2 separate regions of the Mus musculus genome follow, and region 1 is linked to region 2. Evidence: chromatin contacts called from public HiChIP or PLAC-seq data. All regions are on one chromosome and are shown on one strand. Each heading gives the region's core, a stretch centred on a gene start, on an enhancer-like site or on the middle of the called end of the contact. The rest is flanking DNA. Distances are from core to core; before and after follow the strand shown.

Region 1 (6,607 bases), core at 3,093-5,592, 370 kb before region 2:
AGAAAACTGTCACAGGAAAGGAATGTTGGGCGGAGGGGTAGCTGTCTTTCTCTCTCTTTCTTTTTGCCTTTTTGTTCTTTTTTTTCCCCTGATATCTGTGAAACAGTAAGATTAAGTTAGAGCAGCCTTTAGCACAACAGGAAGTGCATGGTTAGAGAAGCAAGTCCATAATCTATCTGAGGTTGCATTGCTCAGCAGGACAGATGTCCAGGTCAGAGAGCGGGCACTCAGGTTAGGAAAGAGGCTCAAGGAAAATCTTGGGGGAAGTTCAGCATGGCAGAAAACACACGGAAGAATATATGTCCAGAAGCACACATGTTTTTCTTTTCATATTTTGATGGTATCTGCTCTGAATATATAAAAATAGAACAATTATATGGTCCAGGATACTGAGAAGATAATTTGTGTATTATGAAATTTTTGTAATCTTCCTGAGGCAAGTTTCAGAATCTCTAGGATTTGGCTGTGGAGCTTCATTGAATTAGAAGTTGGAACACTCATGACTTTGGTCTGAGCTAAGAAAATGCCCCATGGAGGTGTGAAGGGGATGTAGCTAGAAGTAAACCTGGTTTTGAGCATGCAGAAGGTCCTGGGTTCAATCCCCAGCTCTACTACCAACAGAACTACCAACAGAACAAGTCAACAGAAAAAACGGTGATTCTGTGGGAAATCACATGGAGAATGTGAATTAAAGAAGTAGGAGACAGGTTTGTTTTTGTTGTTTGTTTTGCCTGGAGCACACTTATACCCAAACCCATGCATTTAGAAATTACCCCACATATATCTCACCCTTCAGTTTAATTTCAACATTTCATCAGAAGAAATTACTCCTCAGAGTTGACCTTTGTGATGATGTGTATAAATGAAAACATTACAAAGGTAGGAGAAATGGAGGGGCTAAGAGATGGAGAAATAGGGATAATTAGAAAAATACATAAAGTGGGAAGAAGTTATCAATTACAAATAATGCAGGAATTTGTAAGTGTCACATTATGGTGTTCATCTTTATGTAATGTAGTGGATGATTTTTAGAAAGCAATAATTTCTTCCCTTCCTTCCTTCCTTCCTTCCTTCCTTCCTTCCTTCCTTCCTTCCTTCCTTTCTCTCTCTCTCTCTCTTTTTCTTTCTTTCTTTCTTCTTTTCTTTTCCTCTGAGACAGTTTTTCTGTGTAGATTTAGCTTTCCTGGAATTTACTCGGTAGACCAGGCTGGCCTTGAACCCAGAGACCCACCTGCCTCTGCTTCCCAGGTGCAGGGATTAAAGACTTGTACCATCGTGCACAGCTGAAATGTTTTCTTAGCTTAATAGAATATTTGGCAATGCACGACATTGGGAGATCCCACAGTTGGGTCCGTGAACATGTGGAAAGATTTGCAAGCTGGGATTGGAGAAATGCTCAGTGGTTAAGAGCATGTGTTGCTCTTGCAAAGGATCTGAGTCCATTTGTCAGTCGTGCTGGGCGGCTTACCTGTAACTCCAGCTCTTAGAAAGCACCTGATGCTTTTCGCCTCCTAGGGCTCCTGCACTCACTTATGAGCATGCTCATGTGTGAGCACACACAATTAAGCTATATGCAATTCTATAAATATGCATTTGTATGTATTATATATTTTAAAATGTGCTAATCAAAAAGTCAACATTTAAACAACATTTTGATGTCTTTTTGTCCTTGTATTGGCCTAAGTTAAAGACCCTTATAGTATTAAGGGAAAAGCTGACAGGATAAGGAAGGTCTTATATATTGCTCCTCAGAAAGCTGTAGCAATGATATTATTTTGCAGAAGAACTGGCAATAAAACACAAAACTCTATCCTGTGACTCATAATTCTACTTTCAGGTGCATAAAGAGACTCATGCCCACATGTCAAATATAGTGTTGGTAATGAGAAAAAAGTCAGACACAGTGTATACATCCATCCAGAAAAGCAAGAGCCGAAATCAATCATGAAGCACTCTGCAGGGGCATCACACTTACCTATGAACCTATCTCAGATGGCATTTGAAGTAATGGAAGAGGAAGGTAATTTAGGCTGAAGGTAACCTCAGAAAGTTAGAGGAGAATATGGGATCTGGGAGAATATGTGGAGAACCTCAAATATGCCGTGGCTATTTTCAGGAGGAAATTTCCTGGAGCAGCAGGGCAAAGCGTGTGGTTCCAGTAAAGCTGGGAAGTACATGAATCATTGAGGACTGGTTGGAGCCACAGAGCTGCTCAGGTAGGCTGACAGTGATGCTGAGTTCTACAGGGATTGCAGCAGACAGGTGCTGGCTGATGCTGATGCTGCACTGAAGAGCAACCATGGAGTCTATCCACATGGGCTTCAGTTCCTTTTGGTGCATACGTCCTTATTTGTATCTGATATTCTGAGATAAAGAGTCATCCTGCTGCTTTCTAAGTGAATCTTCTCTCAGTGTGGACATGTGCACGCACATGCACACACGGTACACTACACCTCCTCCACTACATACATCCTACACACTACATCAACATACACTGTGCATGTCTGTTGATTATACATATACAGTACATGCACAACACATACACTACACATGTCCACTCATTTTATATATATATATGCATATACATATATGCATAAGTATATACATATACAGTATAACACGCACACACACACACACACACACACACTACACACCACACTACATTCAACCCTTATGACTCTCCATGGCTGAAATAACAGAGTCAGACTGTAAACTTTATGAAGTCTAAAATCAGAACTGAATGCCCTGGAAGGACATTCATGAGAACCTCTTGGAGGTGAATGAAGAGCCTCCATTCATTCTCTCTCTCTGTGCATCCTCCCTTCCAGCCCTTCTCTCCTCTTCTTCCAAAGATGTTTCAGTTTCTCAGCCCCCTTATAACAGCTTCTGGTATGCTGGAGGCAGAGAGAGGCTCGGGGTTGGGCACAGGTGTGCCTCGATGCTCTTTAGAAAAATAAACAACTCCATGTGGCTTTATTATTATCATTTTTTCCTGGTAAGAAGAGAAGGTGGTAGAATCAGAAGAAATTTAGGATTGTTACAGAATTTTCTTATTCGGTGATAAAGTAAGAGATGTACATTTCTCCTGCCTACTGAAATGATAACTCTGGAGTTTATTTTTGGAAAAAGTACTTCTCATGTTGTAAAAGTTTAATGGCCTCTGAGTGACAAGGGAAGTTCCAAATGGTCTCCGCTGGCTGTTTCCTGGCTGCAGCAGAAGGTGACTGAGGACAGGCCCTCCTTGCTCCTGGGGAGTTACAGGAAACACTCCTCTGTTTATTTGCAAGGTGCTATTAGGAACAGGAGGCCTGCAAATATTAAATATTTTCTTCTCCTGTCTCTGAACGGGAGGCTGGACAGAGGAGACAGACCTAAGATGAACAGGTTCGGTGCTTTTCTGTCTGAGAAGTGTCAGCATTTTTATCCTTTTCTGGCTTACAGTGTGATTTTTCCCGACACAATTTCCTTAAACTTGGTGTTCCTTTAAAGCCGAAGATCATTATCTACAGCTGCTAGTCAGGGTGGCTCTCCAGTGTGCAAACAAATCGCCCGGGGTCTTGTTAAGATGCAAATTGAAGGGTCAAGGAGGTTCTGAGAAGCTCCTGTTGAGCTCCCAGGTGATTCTGAGGTTGCTTGGCCAAGTGCTACATCTAGAAAGGCAAGGGAGGGGGCTGTGTATAAAATGAGGGTGGATGCAGCTTCCCTGTTTACTATGGGATAGTGCCTCTTTCCCCTTCTGTCAGGAACATACACCATCAACTGAGACTTGTTGAAGTCTTGCCTGCAGAGACCCAGAGGGAGGTCTCCTGCGCGTGACTTTCTGAGACTATGGCAGAGCCAACCGACATTGTTTTCAGAACTGCAGCCCTGGCTCTTCAGCTTCATGTCAAGTATTCTCTGGGCTCCAAAATAGCAGCAGTTGAAGGTTGAAGAAGGGCGTGGGAGAACAGAGGGTATCAGTGGAAAGCAGCTTTCTGGGTTCCTGAACACTTAGCAGTCGTGTGCTTCAGATGAATTTGGGGCAGATCAGACAGACGAGGATGAAGAGAAAGAAGGCTTCTCATGGGTTCCGACGTTTCTCTTGATGCAGCCTGGATGGAGAGAAATTAAGCCCTCCAGTGCCAGGTCATTTGGCTGGGGTCCCTGGCACACAGATGGTGTCACAGTCAGGCCGGCCCCCCTGACTACTTCCGACAGAGAGGTGATGAGAACCTTTGGGCCCCACAGGACCACAACAGATGTTGTTTGGTTCTGGCAGCTGAGCGGAGAGCCTCATAGGCAGTGTAAACATTTCATCTGCTCAGCCTGCTGTCCCCGCTCTGCCTTTGAACAACTGTCTTCCTCTCCAAGTCTGTATGTTGTTTCCCATGCTTAAACTGCTCAGGGAGTGTGGGCCAAGGCCCAGGGTGCCTGTGTGCCTGGAGCTGGCCATGACGCTTGTGCACTTGGGGAAGGCACTAGATACATACAGATCAAGGCAGAAATCAGATTCACAGGCAGCCAGGTTGCCAGGGACTCAGCATTCCACTCAAACTCCACTCTCAGACTCCCTCAAAAGGCTCTGGTCTACCGATAAAATCCAGTCTAAGACTTTAAGACAACATTGAAAACTCTGGAAACCCTCTAGTGAGTCCACTGATGTCTCTGGAGCAAAACTACTGAAGATGGTTTTTAGGGATACAGGAATGGTAAGTTTTTTGAAAATAGAAATTATGTTCCAATCAAATTCAAAATTAGTGAAGAGGAAGAATCCCCCAGTGCAAAAAGAGCAAGCCACAGTTAATTAGCTTTTAAATTGTAGTTCTGAGTGGGCAAGAGCAGGCAAGTCCACATGCGCCTCTCAGTGTCTCTTTTGGAAATGAAAATGAAAAAACAAAACAAAAACAGCTGCGTGGTGTGTGTGTAATGTCTCACCATAGCAAGAAACACTGCCTTCAATCAGAGAACAGAAACTTCTGACTCTGGTTTAGCCCAGTAGGTGAAGGGCTAAAGACACACACGCACGCACGCACGCACGCACGCACGCACGCACGCCCACGCGCGCACGCGCGAAAACATTGGCCCAGTCCCTAGCACTGCACAAAGTGGACATGGTGGCCAGTACCCACAATCCCAGCACTCCTGAGTTAAAGGCAAAAGGATGAGAAGCTCAAGGTAACCCTTGGTTACATAGCAAGTTAGAGTCCAACCTGTGCTAAATGGGTGAGCACCCAGTGTACTTACTGATCAGCTAATTCTATTGGCTAAAACTTGTGTCTGAGTGGCCCTCAATGGTGGGTCCCTCACAGCAGGAGAAAACTGGTATGATCTGTAGGAAGAGGGGCCTTGGATTGCACAAAAGGCTGAAGGGTAGCAGATATTACTACCTTATGGATCTCTCTACCTAATGCAATCTGCCCAATCCTGGCCATGCTGCAAATAGCCCCCAACAGAAGGCATCAGTTCCCCTAGGTACTTGATGGAAATATACTTGTAGGTGGACATCACAGTTCCATGGAGCAACAGCGACAGTTCTACACCATTCTCCTTTTCCATTGCTACCCTAACAAGGAAGGGCAGAGCATCTCTACTCTCTGGCCAGCTGCCTGTCACTTACAGTTGACATTCTTCCTGTGTTGGTCAGCATAGCCCTGCCAGAGGCTCTGTGGACAGCAACTAATATTCTCTGAGTATGCTCTGTAACACTTTCCTGAACCCCATATCCCTAAGATTGCCTCAGTGGGGGTGCCACTCATTGCTTTTATCTTTCCAATTTTGGAAGATACAACACTTGGGTCAAGTTTCTCTTATTTTAAACCAAAGGCTGTGACAGATGCCAGGGAGCTGGTCATGGTCATGGAGTCCATGTCCTTTCTCCTGCTGCTGCATAGGTAGGAGCAGTGCAGAACCGAGACCTTTTTCATAGTTGTGCTGCCTTAGTCTCATGAATGAACTAAGCAAAGGATGTAGACCATGTTTCCACATTTGTGTGCTCCTTTCAAAGGAAGCCTGCTGGAAAAGCTGTTCTCTTCCATATGAACTCCTTGCCACCATAACTACCAGGTGCCACTCACAGCAATTTACGAGCGCTAGGCACTTTAAGATAGATGTTAGAGCCACAGAAACCTTCCCAACAGATATGTGAAAATATAAAGACTTTCTTCTGAGTTTTCTTTTCACCCAGAAAAACAAAAAACCAGGCATATTAACTTTAAAAAGACTCTCCCGGGATTCTACTGCACAGAGTACCACACTGGACCTGATGGGAAAAGGAGAGAATGAGTGGAAGATGGCTACTCAGAGCTAAGCTATTTAAAGGCAAATTGGAACATGTTGGGCAGGAGTGGGGCTCTTTTCACAAAAGTATGTGCCTGACAAACATGGCCATTGTCCTTTCTGCTCAGAATGCTAGTCAATTACAGTTACAGCTGCACAGTTGAGATGCCAGGTCGTAACCAGATGCTGCCAAAAGGAGCAATTTTCTTAAGATGCACCACAAACCAATTCTCCCAAGACACTCTCCATTGAGCAAGCAAGTACCAGCAGGGCCAGCGATTCAGCAGGCTTTGGGGCGGGGTGGGGGTGGGGGTGGGGGTGGGGGGTGGGCAGAAGAGGCTGACAAGCTTAC
Region 2 (6,537 bases), core at 2,710-5,209:
CTGAAAAAGTATTTTCAATATGTTTAAGACCTGGCTCAACTAAGTGTGGACTATCATAATTATTTTATTCATTTAAAGAAGACAAAATAAATATTCTTATTTATAATGAAAATATTCTGATGTTCTCTGTAAGTCTAAAATGGAACATTTAGTAAAATTTTAGTGTTATTGATGATAGAGTTTCCAGAGAAGTCCTGAATTCATAGCCTGTGGCAAATTTTCATAACCTTGATCATGAGTTTGTTTTGATTAACTTATTAAGTATGAAATTGTGAAATGTGTTTCTACATGCAAGAACTCTATCATTTTGAACTGAAGCATTCCTCAGCTAAGAATGCAAGGATTTGGTTTTTGTCTTTCCCTCTTCTGCTTTAAAAGCTGGGGACAGAGGTTGTCGTCCATGCATCAAGCCTGTGCTACATTCTGATCCAGCAATCTTCTTATACTTAATAAGCATTACACCAACTAACAAAGAAGATAGTTACGTATCTTTATGTTATTAAATTGCAGAGTAAAATCAGGTACAGTTCAGCTGATGAAAAAGGCATTTTAAAGAGGCTGCAGTATTGCCTTGGCTCACATGGATTGAAAGACCCTTCCTGACACAGTTGGTTTGCTTTCTTATAGAGTACACCTTAATAAAGAGCTTGGAACACTACATATCTATAAAGGAAGAGAGGAAATATATATTTATTTCCTCTAGTCTCTGGAGATACTTGTGGTCCATAACTAAAAAAGTCTCAAAGTTGCTCTGCTCTGTAAAGATTCTTTTATCACCTGGGAGTAATATGAGTATAAAGTCTTACCTTAAAAAATACTCATAATTTCAAAACTGTCACATATAAGCCATCCCTACTTTGCATGCCTCTTAAGGCCCTGTGAAACCAGCAAGCATTTTGCTCTTGTGTAACTGTGACTTGGTGACTGTGTGACTGTAAGAAACTGTTAAGAGTAATCTGAAATAAACAAAGTATCCCAACCTTCACTGTCTACCTTAGAATACACATGAAGTAATTTCCCATTAATTTAAATTTTATCTTAGTAACTAGTCAATAAAAGACCATAGTTTCAAGAGCTAATCAAACAAAAGACATGAGCTGGGGTGGAATGAAGTATGTTTTGTGGGTTTCCTAGATTGCCAGTAATATGATATGTGATCTACTTTCATAAGATGTATACAGGTGCAGTGATTTCTGTATAAAATCAGTAAAAATCAAAAGACATGCATTTTTTTTCAAGAAGCAAACTACTTTTCAGTGTTCCATAGACTTAGACATTTTTAAACATTCAGATAGTCTACCAAAAATCTGATCAGATATGCCTTTACATTGCCAAAAATGTGATTGAACCCACGTCCTGCATTTTTCTAGCAATCTCATTCTTGAACATCTTAGAAGAGCAGGCTTTGCTCCCATCCCCCTACACACCGCAGGCATCAGCAAGGAAGCTTTGAGAGCCAAGTCAAAAGCACTGGTGAGGTGATAGTTTCCTCCTGTCTGTCTGACCAGTCAGCAGACAAACAAACATACTTGGAGAACTTAAGTGTAGGATAAGGTGAAGTAGATCTGAAGACAGTGAGACACAGATTGATTCTCTTCAGGAAAGGGGGCTAAACACAAGAGGATGGAGACAAAGTATGCAGTCAAAAGTGCCAAGTGGCAGGCAGCAGAGCCCTTCTCTGGAGTCCATGGGTAGGGGTGTGTGGAAGAGGGACAGTGGAGGACACTAAGACAGGGAGGGGAAGGTTGAAGGAGAAAGAACACAAAGAGAACTGCCAAGTGGCTCACCCCTTTCTCCAAAAGTCTGAGTAGTGCTCAAGAAAGGAGAAGAGTATATTGGAGGGAACCTTGTTTGTCATGAGCAACGGCCCTGAACCCAGAGGTACTCCATGAAGAAGCGGCCCACAGGGGTGGCTTTGTGGGTGCATATAAACACTTGGAGGTGACTTCCCCATTCAGTGGAGAAGTGAGTTATTTCTATACTGGATGATCGGTATTCTCAGGGAGTCTTCATGGCTACATAAGTAAGCCCCACACTGGAAAAAAAAAATAGCACTGGAAGCAGCCAAACTGAAACATGTACACTTCCATGCACAGTGTAAGGGCCAAACTACCGAACGTTCTGATTAGATTAAGCACAAGAACTCTCTAGTGCAGATTTCTAAATGTTTTACTCACATATTAAAGGATAAGTGTGAGACAAGTTTTTTTATTTATTGATGTACCCTGCGCAAGTACCCAATGGGTGAAATAGATAAGACTTTATGATATGAACAATTTTAACATATTACTCTCTTTTCGAATTCTTTCCCAGGAGTCACTGACAGGAAAGACTTCAGACATTTGACCAAAATTGATTATTTGCTAATTCTACGAAATGTGCTATCACTAGTGAGTAATCCAAAGGTATCTATCCTACACAATGCTAGACATTTGAAAATAATAACAGTAAAATGTTTACTTTTTTTAAAGTTGGGATTGAAAAAAGAGTCAGATTGTCAGCAAACCCCCAACCAATCAATAAGAAAAAATTAGAAACGTGAAATGTCATTTAAAATATTGACATTAGTGTGTGACTTGATTGGATGGAGTGTTGAACCTACATGCAATCACCCCGATGCCTACCTGTGCATATATTGTGCAAAATATCCTAGTATTAGTCTTATCTATGTTATTCTTTACTGTCAAAACACTTGTGGGGTCATAAACGTCGCATAAATGGCATGTTTATGCACATTGCACATTGGTTCTTTTTATGAATGGATGAAAACAAATGCTCCTTATCTGAGGTAATAGATGGCAAGGTACTATCATGAAAAGGTTCATTAAGTCTTGGCAACAAAAGATGAGGCAGATGGTGGTGTCTTTCAGTGCCACTCAGGGCAACTGTATCCCCAGGTCTCCTTGACATATTGTATTGGAAAAAGCCTTGGAGTGCTTTCCTTAAAGACCTGTTCTAGCTCCTTCCGAGGAACCAAGACTGCTCACCACTGAGGAATAAAATGCATGTATGTCTCTGTATTCTGGGGACTGTGCATACACAACAGATATCATACTCCCTAAGTCTAGTCCGACAAGTGTGTGCATGCAAGTGTGGCATTTACCATCAAGCGATCAGGAAGAGAAGGCAACCGGGGTTCCTTTCTTACATACAACAGTTTCATCTTTTTGATCAAGTTAGGCTTTTAAGGGGCTTATACTTGTGTGTCTCCCCCACCAGGAAGAAGCATTTCGTTAATAATCTGTCAGGGCTAACAACCCAGCCAGCTTTGTTTGTAAGTCCACTGGGCGCCATATGGCAGTTTCCAGTTCCTTTAGCAACTCAAGTCTCACTAGACTGCCACAGTGAAGCATCTCTAAAGAAGAGCTCTTGGGGAGCTGCAATGCCCAGGTCACTTACCTAGCTCCCACGGACCCAGCTCTGCTCAGCCAGCAGCTCTGGCTCCTGTGCCACAGGGGGCTGTGGGATTCCCTGCTCCCTCAGAGGACTCCTCTCTTGCAAAGGTCCCTTTTGCCAATGATGTGTCGTTGGAAATCCCCCTCCCCTCCACAGAGAGGAGGGTCTGCCCGGCTGGCTGGAGCTCCAGGCAGCTTTCCTTCCTTCTTTACATATCTCACTCCGGTTCGCAGTCTCTAGTAAAAGGGCTCACAGAAGCCGCATTGGTAAGAAGCGAAGGCATCCTTTAAAAAGAACAATAATCTTCCTCGATCGTCACCCGCCTTTCCCCGCGTGGAGCCCCCATCCCCCTGTCGCCGCCGCCGCCGCCCAGACCAGAGAGGGCTGGAGTGAAGGGGGAAAAAAAATCAAGAGGTTCTCTGCGCGCCGCACCAGCCCTGGACTTGGCGCTGGATCCCGCTGCCGGAGGAGCGGCTGTGGCCAGCGGGGGCGGCGGGTGCTCAGGGGCACTCGGTGGAGCTCGGTGGGTGTGTGTCTGTGCAGCAGCGACGCTGGCTCCGCGCGAAAAACCAGGCGGGGCGCTCCGGGCGCGGGTCCCCCGCCCCGTAGCTCTCCGGCCAGGCGCGCACACACGCCCGCGGCCACCCAGCCTCGCGCTCCGCCTTCCGCGCTCCGCGCACCCGCGGGCAGAGCGGCCGCCAGCGCCTCTCTCTGTTTCTCCTCCTCCAGCGACTCCCAGGCAATCGCAGCTCCCGGGGGTGGGTGGCGGGGATGCACCGCTGGCCCGGCACCTCCTGGGAAACGCCAGGCTCGGCCTCCCGGCGCCTGAGCTCGGCAGGAGACAGCGCCCCCGGTGCCCAGGGTGCGGCCCGGGCGCGGACGGTCGGGCGCCGCCCACACCTCGCCCGATCCTCCCTAGGCTCCTGCGGCCGCCTGGGTCCGGGCTCCACACCCACCTGTCTCTCTTGGTGGCTTGCACACGGACACACTAGGCAAGGGGTCCACAGCCCGGCGGCCACCCCACACACGCGGCCGGGGAAGCCCTGGTAAGCCCGTCGAGATGCTCCCGCAGCTTCATGGATTTCCTGGCCTTTCTCTTCCATCTGCTGTGCTCTCCTGCTGCCAGACCCCTAAGCGACCAGAACCAGTGCTCCTTGTTCCACCATGGGGAACTGGGACAAGGACATATGGCTCCTGAGGATGGGCCACGGAGTATTTTCCCACAAAAGAAGTTTCTCGGATAAAAAGGAGCCCAGGTGGAATCTGACTTCACTTCTGTATCCTCCAGCTCTATTCAGGACCATATCCAGGAGTCACTGGCCTTTCTGTGTCTGAGGCTAAAGCTGGGTAGGACTCTTTAGACACTCTGATTCTTGTTTCCCACAGGGGTGCTATGACCCCCCCAGAGTCCACCAGAGACCTGGGAGGTGAGAGATTCCCAGGACTCAAAGATGAAATGCCCCCCAGTAGAGAGAAGGAACTTATAGAGTCCACCTCCAGCAGGAAGACAGGACTTCAAATGAGGGGGGTGCCATCCCACAGTCATATCTCTGACCCATAATTGTTCCTGTCTGAAAGAATTACAGGAATGGAAATGGAGAAGAGCCTGAGGAAAATAAGGTCCAGTGACAGGCCCAAAGTGGGATCCAGCTCAAGGGGAGGTCCCAAGGCCTGACACTATTACTGAGGCTATGGAGTGCTCACACAAAGGGATCTATCTATCATGACTGCCCTCCGAAAGACCAAACAAGCAGCTGAAAGAATCAGGTGCAGATATTTGCACCCAACCAATGTACAGAAGCAGCTGACCCCTGTTGTTGAATTAGGGAAGAGTGAAAGAAGCTGAGGAGAAAGGTGATCCTGTAGGAGAACCAGCAGTCTCAATCTGGACCCCTAAGATCTCTCAACCACTGGACCACCAAACAGACAGCATACACCCGCTGATGTAAGGCCCCCAACACACATAGACTAGAGGACTGCCAGGTCTGTGTTCATTCAGAGATGAGGCACCTAACCCTCAAGAGATTGAAGGCCCCAGGGAGTTTAGAGGTCGGGTGTGGTGAGGTGTGGGGGCATCCAAGTGGAGACTGGGTGAGGTGGGGAGGAGGTGTGGGATGTGGAGCAGTTGGAGGGTGCATGGGGGTGGGGAATGGAATATGGCGTGTAAAAATAAGTTGAAAACAAAATTAAATTAAAAATAAACCTGGTTTGCTTGATTTAGTGGTCTGTTTACTGTCTGGAATTTTATGCCAAATTCCCCCTTAAAAAGAGGGCCATAAGCTGGATACCCCAGGCCCCTTCCCTACTTTGGAGTGTAATAAAAACAATAAACTTGAACAAAATTCCTGGGATCTTCAGGTTCCTGACTCAGGTACACCTTGATGGGTGGAAAATTAAGCAGTCAAAACAGTTGAGTGTCTTTCAGGAAAACACATAACTTAAAACACTCCTTCGAACAGAATTCAGGGCATGAAAATATATTCAAAGTTGGGACCCTCAACATGACTTATGGCCAAGGCTGTCTACCTATTGTGTTCAAACATATCTCATGTAGTCCTATGAGCAGGGCATGGCTGGCGTGGCCTTCCCAGTTTCACTATGTTGAACTCGTGACTCTCTTGTGCTGAGTGATCTTTTTGTGCTGTCAGACATTGCTGGATGTTATGGGAACTGGTTCTTCTAAGTCCATCATTCTCCATTAAGAAACTTGCCTTGGCTTCTCTTTCCTCTCCCTGGGACTTCTGAAGTGTGAGCACCAAGAACAGAATGCCTGGATTCTAAAACCTTTATCATTATCCTGGCCGGGACCCAAGCGCCAACTCTAAGGTCCAGGAGCTGGCAGGAAGTGCATTCCCTTGCCCCCAGCCTTTCCATAGAGTTTACACTTTTCTTCAGACAATGTGTCTCCAGAACAACCTTGAAGCCATCACTGAGCCTGCACAGCTGTGTCACTGAGTCTTTCTCTCTCTCTCTCTCTCTCTCTCTCTCTCTCTCTCTCTCTCTCTTTCTTGTTTCTTTTTTGTTTCCCCTAGATTATTCCTTACTACATCTCAGGTCCAAATTACCAAAGCCTTCTCAGGCCCATTTCTTACTCTTAACTCTTCAGTGACACCCCGTGCCCGCACCCCCTCACCCCCACAT

What was found. HiChIP or PLAC-seq counts read pairs in DNA pulled down with a chosen protein or histone mark.
Region 1: a contact with region 2 is called in an H3K27ac HiChIP or PLAC-seq map of VIP interneurons, with 3 times the contacts expected there. The contact joins the enhancer-like site here to the promoter of Kcnb2 in region 2. A contact is called at or near these places in 4 of 115 datasets of contacts at active chromatin or transcription factors (VIP interneurons, embryonic stem cells, forebrain and 1 more) and 2 of 9 other capture datasets (embryonic stem cells and pancreatic islet).

Annotation. Positions count from the first base shown.
Region 1 is chr1:15,649,691-15,656,297 of GRCm38.p6, reverse strand. All of the region lies in intron 2 of Kcnb2 (potassium voltage gated channel, Shab-related subfamily, member 2), which reads right to left. Among named protein-coding and RNA genes, the nearest start is that of Gm51617, 35 kb to the right of the region's middle. Within about 2 kb of position 4,342, at least 32 of the 459 cell types and tissues checked have an H3K27ac peak or open chromatin away from gene starts, as enhancers often do. A contact at or near this core is called in VIP interneurons, forebrain and pancreatic islet, where this site is marked.
Region 2 is chr1:15,284,347-15,290,883 of GRCm38.p6, reverse strand. It overlaps Kcnb2 (potassium voltage gated channel, Shab-related subfamily, member 2), which reads right to left and starts at 3,959. Exons shown (of 3, transcript NM_001098528.3): 1 at 3,400-3,959.